3 separate regions of the Mus musculus genome follow, and all the other regions are linked to region 3. The links are chromatin contacts, called in public Hi-C maps. All regions are on one chromosome and are shown on one strand. Each heading gives the region's core, a stretch centred on a gene start, on an enhancer-like site or on the middle of the called end of the contact. The rest is flanking DNA. Distances are from core to core; before and after follow the strand shown.

The links. Hi-C and Micro-C count contacts between places; a contact is called where the count stands out from the background.
Region 1: a contact with region 3 is called in a Hi-C map of Sertoli cells, with 3 times the contacts expected there. The contact joins the enhancer-like site here to the promoter of Abhd5 in region 3. A contact is called at or near these places in 2 of 39 promoter capture datasets (the C10 cell line and neutrophils), 1 of 484 Hi-C or Micro-C datasets (Sertoli cells), 3 of 115 datasets of contacts at active chromatin or transcription factors (bone marrow-derived macrophages, effector CD8 T cells and embryonic stem cells) and 2 of 9 other capture datasets (adipose tissue and liver).
Region 2: a contact with region 3 is called in a Hi-C map of cerebral cortex, with 4 times the contacts expected there. The contact joins the enhancer-like site here to the promoter of Abhd5 in region 3. A contact is called at or near these places in 6 of 39 promoter capture datasets (cranial neural crest, liver, macrophages and 3 more), 1 of 15 datasets of contacts at CTCF or cohesin (the NIH/3T3 cell line), 7 of 484 Hi-C or Micro-C datasets (LSK cells, the N1E-115 cell line, bone marrow-derived macrophages and 4 more), 7 of 115 datasets of contacts at active chromatin or transcription factors (the SCID.adh cell line, bone marrow-derived macrophages, embryonic stem cells and 4 more) and 3 of 9 other capture datasets (adipose tissue, liver and pancreatic islet).

Annotation. Positions count from the first base shown.
Region 1 is chr9:122,226,361-122,229,095 of GRCm38.p6, forward strand. The region is part of intron 11 of Ano10 (anoctamin 10); the gene reads right to left. Among named protein-coding and RNA genes, the nearest start is that of Mir8106, 46 kb to the right of the region's middle. Within about 2 kb of position 1,256, at least 23 of the 459 cell types and tissues checked have an H3K27ac peak or open chromatin away from gene starts, as enhancers often do. A contact at or near this core is called in Sertoli cells, where this site is marked.
Region 2 is chr9:122,264,389-122,267,482 of GRCm38.p6, forward strand. The region is part of intron 4 of Ano10 (anoctamin 10); the gene reads right to left. Among named protein-coding and RNA genes, the nearest start is that of Mir8106, 8.1 kb to the right of the region's middle. Within about 2 kb of position 1,548, at least 16 of the 459 cell types and tissues checked have an H3K27ac peak or open chromatin away from gene starts, as enhancers often do. A contact at or near this core is called in cerebral cortex, where this site is marked.
Region 3 is chr9:122,350,189-122,352,952 of GRCm38.p6, forward strand. It overlaps Abhd5 (abhydrolase domain containing 5), which reads left to right and starts at 1,428. Exons shown (of 7, transcript NM_026179.2): 1 at 1,428-1,651. The coding sequence starts at 1,599.

The DNA.
Region 1 (2,735 bases), core at 6-2,505, 120 kb before region 3:
TCCATTTGTAAGAAAAATGAGAAATGACAGAAAATCATTGTCAAGTCAACAGCTTTAAAATGTGAACTAAGGTGCACCACTTGCTGTGCAAGTACAGGGACCAGAGTTCAAATCCCCAGAATCCACATAAAATCCATGTGCTTACATGTGCACCTATCACCCCAGGGCTGAGAAGTGGGGCAGGCCAATCCTGGGGGCTGGTTAGCCAGCTGATCTACCAGGGTCAGTGAGAGGCCCTCTCTCAAGAAGGCAGGAAGCGACAGACGGCAACAAAACCACTATCTTCCGCATATATAGGCACAACTGAGTGCTCACATACACACGTACATGCACAAACACACATACTAATCTCAAGGCTCTAACATAGGAATAATAAAAATATTTCTTCACATATGTGTGTATGTGTATATGTGCATGTTTGCATGTGTAAATATATGTCTATGAGCAGGTACACATGTGTTTGTGTTTGTATGCATGCACACGCTTGTGTGCAGAGGCCTAAGGTAGGAATCAGATGTCATCTTACCCTGTAGCTTATATACTGAGGCAGAGTCTCCCACTGAACCCAGAGCCAGCTCTTTAACTAGCCAGAGTGCTGTGTGGAGCTCCTGTCTCTGCCCTACCATGTCCTGCAGTCACAGGTGAGCCACCACACACCTCAGTTTTTACTTATGTTCTGGTGACCTGAACCCTGACCCTCATGCTTGGCAACGAGCAGTCCTGATGATAGAAATCTTAAACAAGTTCCTCTGAATGCCTCACACACGGTTCTCATTTGCTTTAGCAAAATGAAGACAGAAGACATAATAAAAGCACTCTCTGAAGTAACGCACAGCAAGGCTTTACACTCAAGCTCATGGAGATTCCTGCACGTGCTACAACCCAGGCAGCCTGGGGGTTTCTCTTACAGCACTTGTCCATGGCAAAGTCAGATCTGAAGAAAAATTCACTGAATTCCTGAGCCCTTCTCTGTTTGGCATAAGAATTGCTTTGGACCAGATGCCCCCAACAATGTTTCCTGCATGACATGACTGAGCATAAAGATGCCATTGTCTCCAGAGATTTGCTGAGGTGCTTGTGAGCCAAGGTTACACTGCACCAGAGCCCATTCTTTGAGCTTGGCGGCAAGCACGGTATCAGTTGGCATTCTCCGCATCAAGACGGTACACTGCCTTTTTTCTCTGTGCTCTTTTCAGTGAGTCCCCCTTCAGATCACAAAGCTGAAACACTCACTCTGTGACAGGTATCCCAGGAAATGACAAACACACAAGAGACAGGAAACCAGGGAGCATCAGCCACTGTGGTTTGCTTGAGCCTTGCATAGCACTACAATGTGCAATTAAATAATATGGTCCCAAGAGCTGAGGTTGGACTTTAGAGATTACTTATTTTACTATTTTTAATTATGTGTACATGTGTGTCTGTGTGGGTGTGTATATGAGCACAAGTGCCCTCAGAATTCAGAGCCACCAGATGTGGTGTTACAAACCCACTTGGGGCCTCTACAAGAACAGTAAACTACCTCTCTAACTCTAGGAGACTACTTCCTCCTTCCTCCCTCCTCCTCCTCCTCCTCCTCCTCCTCCTCCTCCTCCCCCTCTCCTCCTTCTCCTCCTCCTCCTCCTCCTCCTCCTCCTCCTCCTCCTCCTCCTCCTCCTCCTCCTCCTCCCCCTCCTCCGGCTATGACATAGTGAGTGCTCAGAACAAACCAGAGACTTGTGGACATATGAACATCACATTTCAGTAAATAGCAGACACTCCTTCCTTCTCAGAATAGCTACAAGGGCTAAAGAGATTTAAGCTGTCAGTAATCAAGGAAAAACATGAAAAAAAAAAACTTGTTCAAATGTTGGTAATAAATGTACTTGAGGCCCAGTGCTCATGAAAGCTGTCAGTGAGCAGCTTAATGTATGTAATGCCCTATAACCTCCAACTTAATGTATGTAGTGCCCCATAGCCTTCAACTTTCAGAACTGGTCCAGCTTGCTCCCAGCATTATCCAGACCTTGCCTGCCTTACACATGGGTCATGTCACCTCAGCAATAACCATTCTCCCTTCCTCCACAGTCTTCTGTGCTAACAGAGCGACTCCATTTGAAAAACGAGCCACACACACACACACACACACACACACACACATACACACACACACACACGCCCAGATAAAAGCCATAACCTGAAAACATACTATTTGAGCTCCTTCCTACTCTGAATGCCTCTGGAATCTTCTCTCTCACCTCTCTCTCCTCTCCTTTCCCGCACATGCCAGGCCTGGCCTGATGGAGGCTGGCTCTGCTGCCTCTTCCTGTATACTCTAATCGTGACTCTCACTCAATGCTCATCTCAGGGATGCTTAGCTCTGGGATGCTCATCTCCGGCAAGCCTCTTGTCAGGGCTTTCCTGGCACTGTCTCACTATTCCCAGGACACTTCCTATTCAGTTGCTCACTTGATTTCTTCCCCTCACATGTGTCACTGATTTGTGCATTTCTATGCAGCTCACTGTGGTGCCTTCTTCCAGGAGCATGTCACCATGAGTGCAGAAGTACTCCTCCTTACCATCAGATCATCACTGCCGAGAGTCTGGCACCACACAGGCCTTGGTACCGAGTGAGCTCTAATTCCCACTGGTGGAGGATTCCATGGGCCACTTCATTTTCACGAGAGAATAGTGTGCTTCAGGGTGCCCTACGTGAGTGGACTTGGTGTCATTTCCTTCTCACCTGAGGGTGGATG
Region 2 (3,094 bases), core at 298-2,797, 86 kb before region 3:
ATCATCTTACATATCTTACAGTACTCTTGATCATTTGAGTGGTGGTATATCAAAGTTTTTTAAAGATTTATTTATTTATACACACGAGTACTCTGTTTGCCTGTATGCCTGCAGGACAGAAGAGGGCATCAAATCCCATTACAGATGGAACCTCTGAAGAGTAGACAGTACTCTTAACCACTGATCCAGCACCCCAACACCCCTCCCCCAAATCCTGAAATTATTACACATACATTATTCTATGTCTTCACTCCTTTCTTACTGTATACACTTAGAATAGGATTTCTAGGACCAATGGCAAATTTTAAATTAATTCTTCTGCCCCAGTACTCTGATTTTCGCTGGCTACAGGACCTCCTCTGAGGCAGATGAGATGCTCCTGTGTTGGCAGCATCCTCACTCATTTCTGTCTTTCCAACCTCAGGACAAGACACATCCACAAACAGGAACTTCACACTCCCAGCACTCCTCCTTCTCCATGAGGCTGGGTGACAAGTATGACTGGAACATTCACACACAATATGGAAAAGACAAACAGTGCCTCCTGGCCATGCTCAATGGACCCAGAATCTCTTATCTGCTGTAGGTACCGAGAGCCACCTGCAGTGTGGAGGGATCCTCAGTCCTAAGGCCATGCTGGGGAGCTGGGGCACTTTTCCCATGAGTCTTTGAGACAGTCTCTTGCTGAAGAGCAAGGTTGTTCATGAAATGGAATTTGCATTTAAAAAGTCATGGCTACCACTTTCACACCCTGATGGGATCTCAGTTAGCTGGAGGAAAAGAGAACTCCTCACCCATGAGTCCTCTTACAATCCATCACTCAGACTCTCCACAGAGGAGGAGGGAAGTAAAGGGCAAGCTACTGTGAAGGGTCCCCTTCTTAGTGACTGGAAAAGGAACCAGTCGGAAGGACCAGCTCTGAGGGTGCAAAGACATACACATGTGGTTTGAGTTCTATCAGCTTTGGATGCTGTCAAGACCTTTTGTCAGTTCTTTATGCTAAGATTTCTGAAGACTTTTCTTTAGCTAACCTGACTTAACCACCTACAACCCGAGTCCTGGTCCTTCGTGTAGGGTACACAGCGACAACAGGGTCTTCTCCATCACAGTGTTTTCCACTGCTCCACCAGTGTTTGAAGTCTGAGCTGGCTTGTAGCACCGAAGTTGCGGGTTCTTCTCTACAAGACAACTCCATTATGGAAGGCTCTCCACCAGGCTCAAAGGCCCGCTTGTATATCTCCAAAAATAGGACAGTGAATGGAACCTCTAGAGAGGCTTCAAGTCTAAATTGCCAGCTTCTCATCGCTACCAATGCCAGAGCAGGGTTTTGGTTTCAGCTCTAAAAATAGGAGCTGGCATCTTTAAAAACCTCCAGCCTCCTCCTGTCAGCTTTGACTGTAATTACAAGGAAGGACTCTTACCTTGAAAGGAAAATAGGATGGTGCTTGGGCCTAACAAAAGAAGGCAGCAACCTCAGTTAGATTCCCTCCTTCCAGAGTGCTGATAATTCCACATCAATAGCCACTCCATGCTGGAGTGACTCATGAGAGCCACCAGATGGCAAACAGATTACTACTATCTTATCCAAGGGAATCAAAGGCTGGCCTGGTCTGAAGGACACCGTAGCAGCAAAAGCACTAATACCAACAGCCTCGGGCTGACTCGACGTGTTCACCTCCAAAGCTGCCTTGGGCTGACGTCATGTGTTCACCTCCAAAGCAAAGGGATCCCAGGACTCCTGACAGGCTCTGTGCAATGCGGAGCATCTGGCCAGACAGCAGACAGCTGAGGAAGGGAGGGTTCCACAGCAAGGGGTGACCAGCGCAGCCCCTTCCTGTGGCTGCTGGATATCATGGTAAGCAGGCTACTTCCATCCAAACTGGAAGACAGCTACACCCAGGGATACCTATGTCTCCTGTGTTTCTCATTTGATTTCCAACCTGTTTAATAAAGACTACAAACTCATGTGGCCAAACACAATGTGCATGTGTTTGAGCATGCATGTGTGCTGTGTGTTATCTAATATACACATATTTCAATGGTTGAATATTCTTACATACATTTCTGATTATGGTGTTTGGGGTTTTAGGGACCCCCCTACTCCACTTTGTCTATCCTTACACACAGAGGATGTCCTAACAAGATGCTGATGCCTTCTAGAGCACAGCCATGTAATGTTAAAGACGTCACATGTGTTAGAACACATGTTAGCCTGCTCTTCTGTTACTGTAACAGAGGACCTGAGCTGGGCTAACTTTATAAGAAACAAGGTTTCTTCCCATCACAGTTCTGGAGTATCTCCAGTGAGAACTCATGCTCACAAGAGCTGTGATGACATCGCCAAACAGGAAGCTAGGCTGGGCTTAGGGAAGAACATACTCCCAGTGAGACACACCAGAGTAAGTGTGCAAACTCCAGGTAGAACTGGTCATGTCTAGGTGGTTGGCTGATTGGTACAGGGGAACAGAGAGAGCTGGGGCTTCCAGCAGCGCCAGGACCTTGCTGTCTGTACTCTACTGCAGCACCACCCAGAAGTATCTGGAGCATGCCTCACAGCCAAGTGAATGAGAAAGACTACACATATCCTTTTGCAAATACATCAGTCAACATTCTGTTGATACAGAATGTGGGATGCTTGGTTACCTAGAACACTGGAGACACCAACACTTACTTGTTCATGAAACAAAATTAAAAACAAAAAGATCCAGAAACATTAAAAAGAAAGTTTTATGAAACTAAAATTTACAAATGCAAAACACAAAGCATGAAACAAAGCCTTTAAGGTCAACAGAGGGTAAACAAAAGTCTGAACCTGGATGGAGCAGGCAGACAGTGGTGGTGTTCCAGAGTTCCTGGGGCCCAGGGGGGCATGGATGAGCCTCCAATACTTGGTGCACATCCATAGTGTCTTGCTAGCTACCACCAGGAGGAAGGCCATTAGCTTTGGTGCTGAGTCAAGGCCAAGCCCTGCAAGAACAGTGCTCCCTAGAATAGTGCTCCCTACAAGAACAGTGTTCCCCAGAGCTCTCTATAGAATGCAGCTGCCTCAGGAGAACTCACAGCAGGACAGAGTATAAGCCTCTCTCTATCATTG
Region 3 (2,764 bases), core at 178-2,677:
AAAATCAAGAGGGTGGTGGGAGCCTCTGTTTCTGTTCAAACCCACATCCACACACCTGCTCTTGGTTAGATCTCTGGGAAAGGGGGAATGCCACATATTTTGGCCTTATTAGAATTATTTGAGACTCAGTTAGCTTACATCAGGCTCCTGAGTAGTTCCGGGCATCAGTACCACCCAGGTGTGGCTGAACTAAGAGAACCTATTACATATTCTCAGAATTTCATTTTTTGGAGTGTGGGGTAGAGGGCAGGATGGGAATTGAACCTAGGAACTAATGCATAGATGGCCCCTGCACAACACAGCTCCAGCTGTAGGCAGCTTGTCACAAGCACAAAGAGCTAGGCTAGTTCATACACTTTCTCCTGACCGGAGGAACCTGCCCCCAGCCAAGGGAAACATCCCTTATGCAACACCAGGATGCCTCTATTTGTTTAATCACAGTGAGTGCCATAGTTCTGAATTCTATTTTTAAAGCGCAGTCTTGGACTTACTTGCTAGCTGCTGACTTTCATTTGCCTGTACTGAGCTTTACTCTTTATCACTTTCACGCATTTGCTCACGTCCCTTAACCAGGAAAAAAATTATTAAAATAATCCCACTCGAGGGTGTGCCTCCTTGCCTGTATGTGCACCATATACATTAAGGTGCTCTGAGGCCAGAAGAGGGTGTTGCTCCCCTGGAACTGGAATTACAAGCAGTTGTGGGGCTCCACATGGATGCTGGAAACAAACCCATTCTCTTCTATAGGACAGTATGCACTCTTAACCACTGAGCCATCCCTCGAGCCCTCTCCCCTTTAAATTTATTTATTTTAAAGACAGGGTCTCACTGTGTAGCTCTGGCTGGCTAATCAGGCTAATCCAACTCACAGAAATGTGTTTGCCTCTGACTCCCAAGTGTTTTTGAAGGGTGTGGACCACCATATCGAGCTCATGAGAATATTTTTATGAGCCCTCAGCCCTCTATCATTTTAGAATGGATTCTAGGAAGTGCTCTCCCTCTCTCCCTCCCTCGCCCCTCTCTTCTGTGGTCTGTGGGGATGATGATGGTGGTGGTGGTGATGGTGGTGGTGTGTGTGTAATTCTAGTACCCACACATAAGCTCTCAGCCTTCCGGAGTCTAGAGTCTGGCAGGGTGGAGTGCAAGTTCCTAGAGGCCACCACCTGAAAGTAAGGGCTGGAGGGTCCAGCACCACAGGATGCGCACTTCTGCCACTCAGGCTATTTCTGGCTGGGGTCTCACTCCAGGCTACCTACGGCTTGCCTAGCGCCCCGTCCAGGGCAGTCCACACGGGCGGAATGACGCATTAATGGTCATTATTCCGACGGATGACTACCTAGGCTCCCGCGGCGTCGGGCTGACCTTCCTTACCAGTGCCCCCGCCTCCGCGCGACAGGCGGGCAGCGCATGCGTGTCTGCGAGGCCGGGCCGCTGGGACGCCGAGCCTGCGGTGGCGCGGCCGCGCCCTCGGATCGTCCCAGCGGGCGGACGACGCATGCGCGGGCGGTGCGGTCTTAAGGGCGGCCGCGGCCCGGGGCCGCCCAGTCGGCCTGTCAGCCGGCTTCGAGGTGTGTCCCTGCGCTTGCGCGGCGGCGGTGATGAAAGCGATGGCGGCGGAGGAGGAGGTGGACTCGGCAGACGCCGGTGGAGGGTGAGGATCACCCGGGAAGGGGGGGACGACGTGGGTCTCGTGCGCTCTGGCGACCCCGGGCGGCCAGCCGAGGGAAGGCGCGGGCGCCCGCTCTCTCGACCCGTCGGGGCAGACAGGCCCGGTCAGGGCCGCGGGGCTGCGGGGAGGGAAAGCGGCTGCTGTTGACGGCCGTCCCGGTGATCCCGAGCGCGGCGGAGCTCAGAACTCCGCGCCGGGAGCCGTGCGTCGCCAGGGTGGGAGAAGGCGTCGGACTCGGAGCCTCGCGGGACAGCCGATCGCCGCCGGTGCGCCTGGGGCGCTTGCGTCCCACCTCCCGCTGCCCCGTGCGTGCGCTCCCGTGACCCGGCGGTCTGGCTTCACTAGCCCTGGCAAACTTTGTGAAAGTTGAAGGGCAGATGCCTAACAGGAAGGAAGCCCTTAAGTTGTTGTTGTTGTTGTTTTGTTTTTTTTGGAAACCGGAGTCACTCTATGTAGCCCTTGCTGGCCTGGAAATCTGTAGACCAGGGTAGCTTTTCAACTCTGCAGAGACCCAATCCTTTTGCCTCAGCCGTCCAGTGCTGAGATCACATGTGTGAACCACCACACCCAACTTCTTCATAGACATAGTAAGTTATTCTTTTTTGTTTTTGATATGTCATGCCCTTGTGAGTAGAACAATGCTTGGTGGAAAAATTAAATTACTATGAAAGTTATTTCACTGATTCTCAAAAGGCTACTTGTTTTATATGGACGGGACTATACATCTCCTTTATAAATTATTTTGACAGTTGTACTTCAGCTATTTGGAGACATTTGTATGGGAAAGATAACCATAGGGTAAATAGATTATGGTAATGTGAAAGTAAGTATTTTGGAAAGATGTTAGGGGAGGAATATTTTTGAAATGCTAGAAACTACACTCTTCAAGTTTTGTTTAAGTGATAATTAACAAGTGGAGCCACTGTTTTGGTCTGTTGTTGAACTTCCTAGTTATATTGACATGAAATACAGAGTGTCATGTGGTACAACTAGGACCTGGTAGCTTGGGTTTCTATTAAATTTGTCAGGACATTTTTCTGGCTCTGAGAATTCTAACTTGTGGGCCCTTTTGGTCTTGATACTGTGAGGCTCAGG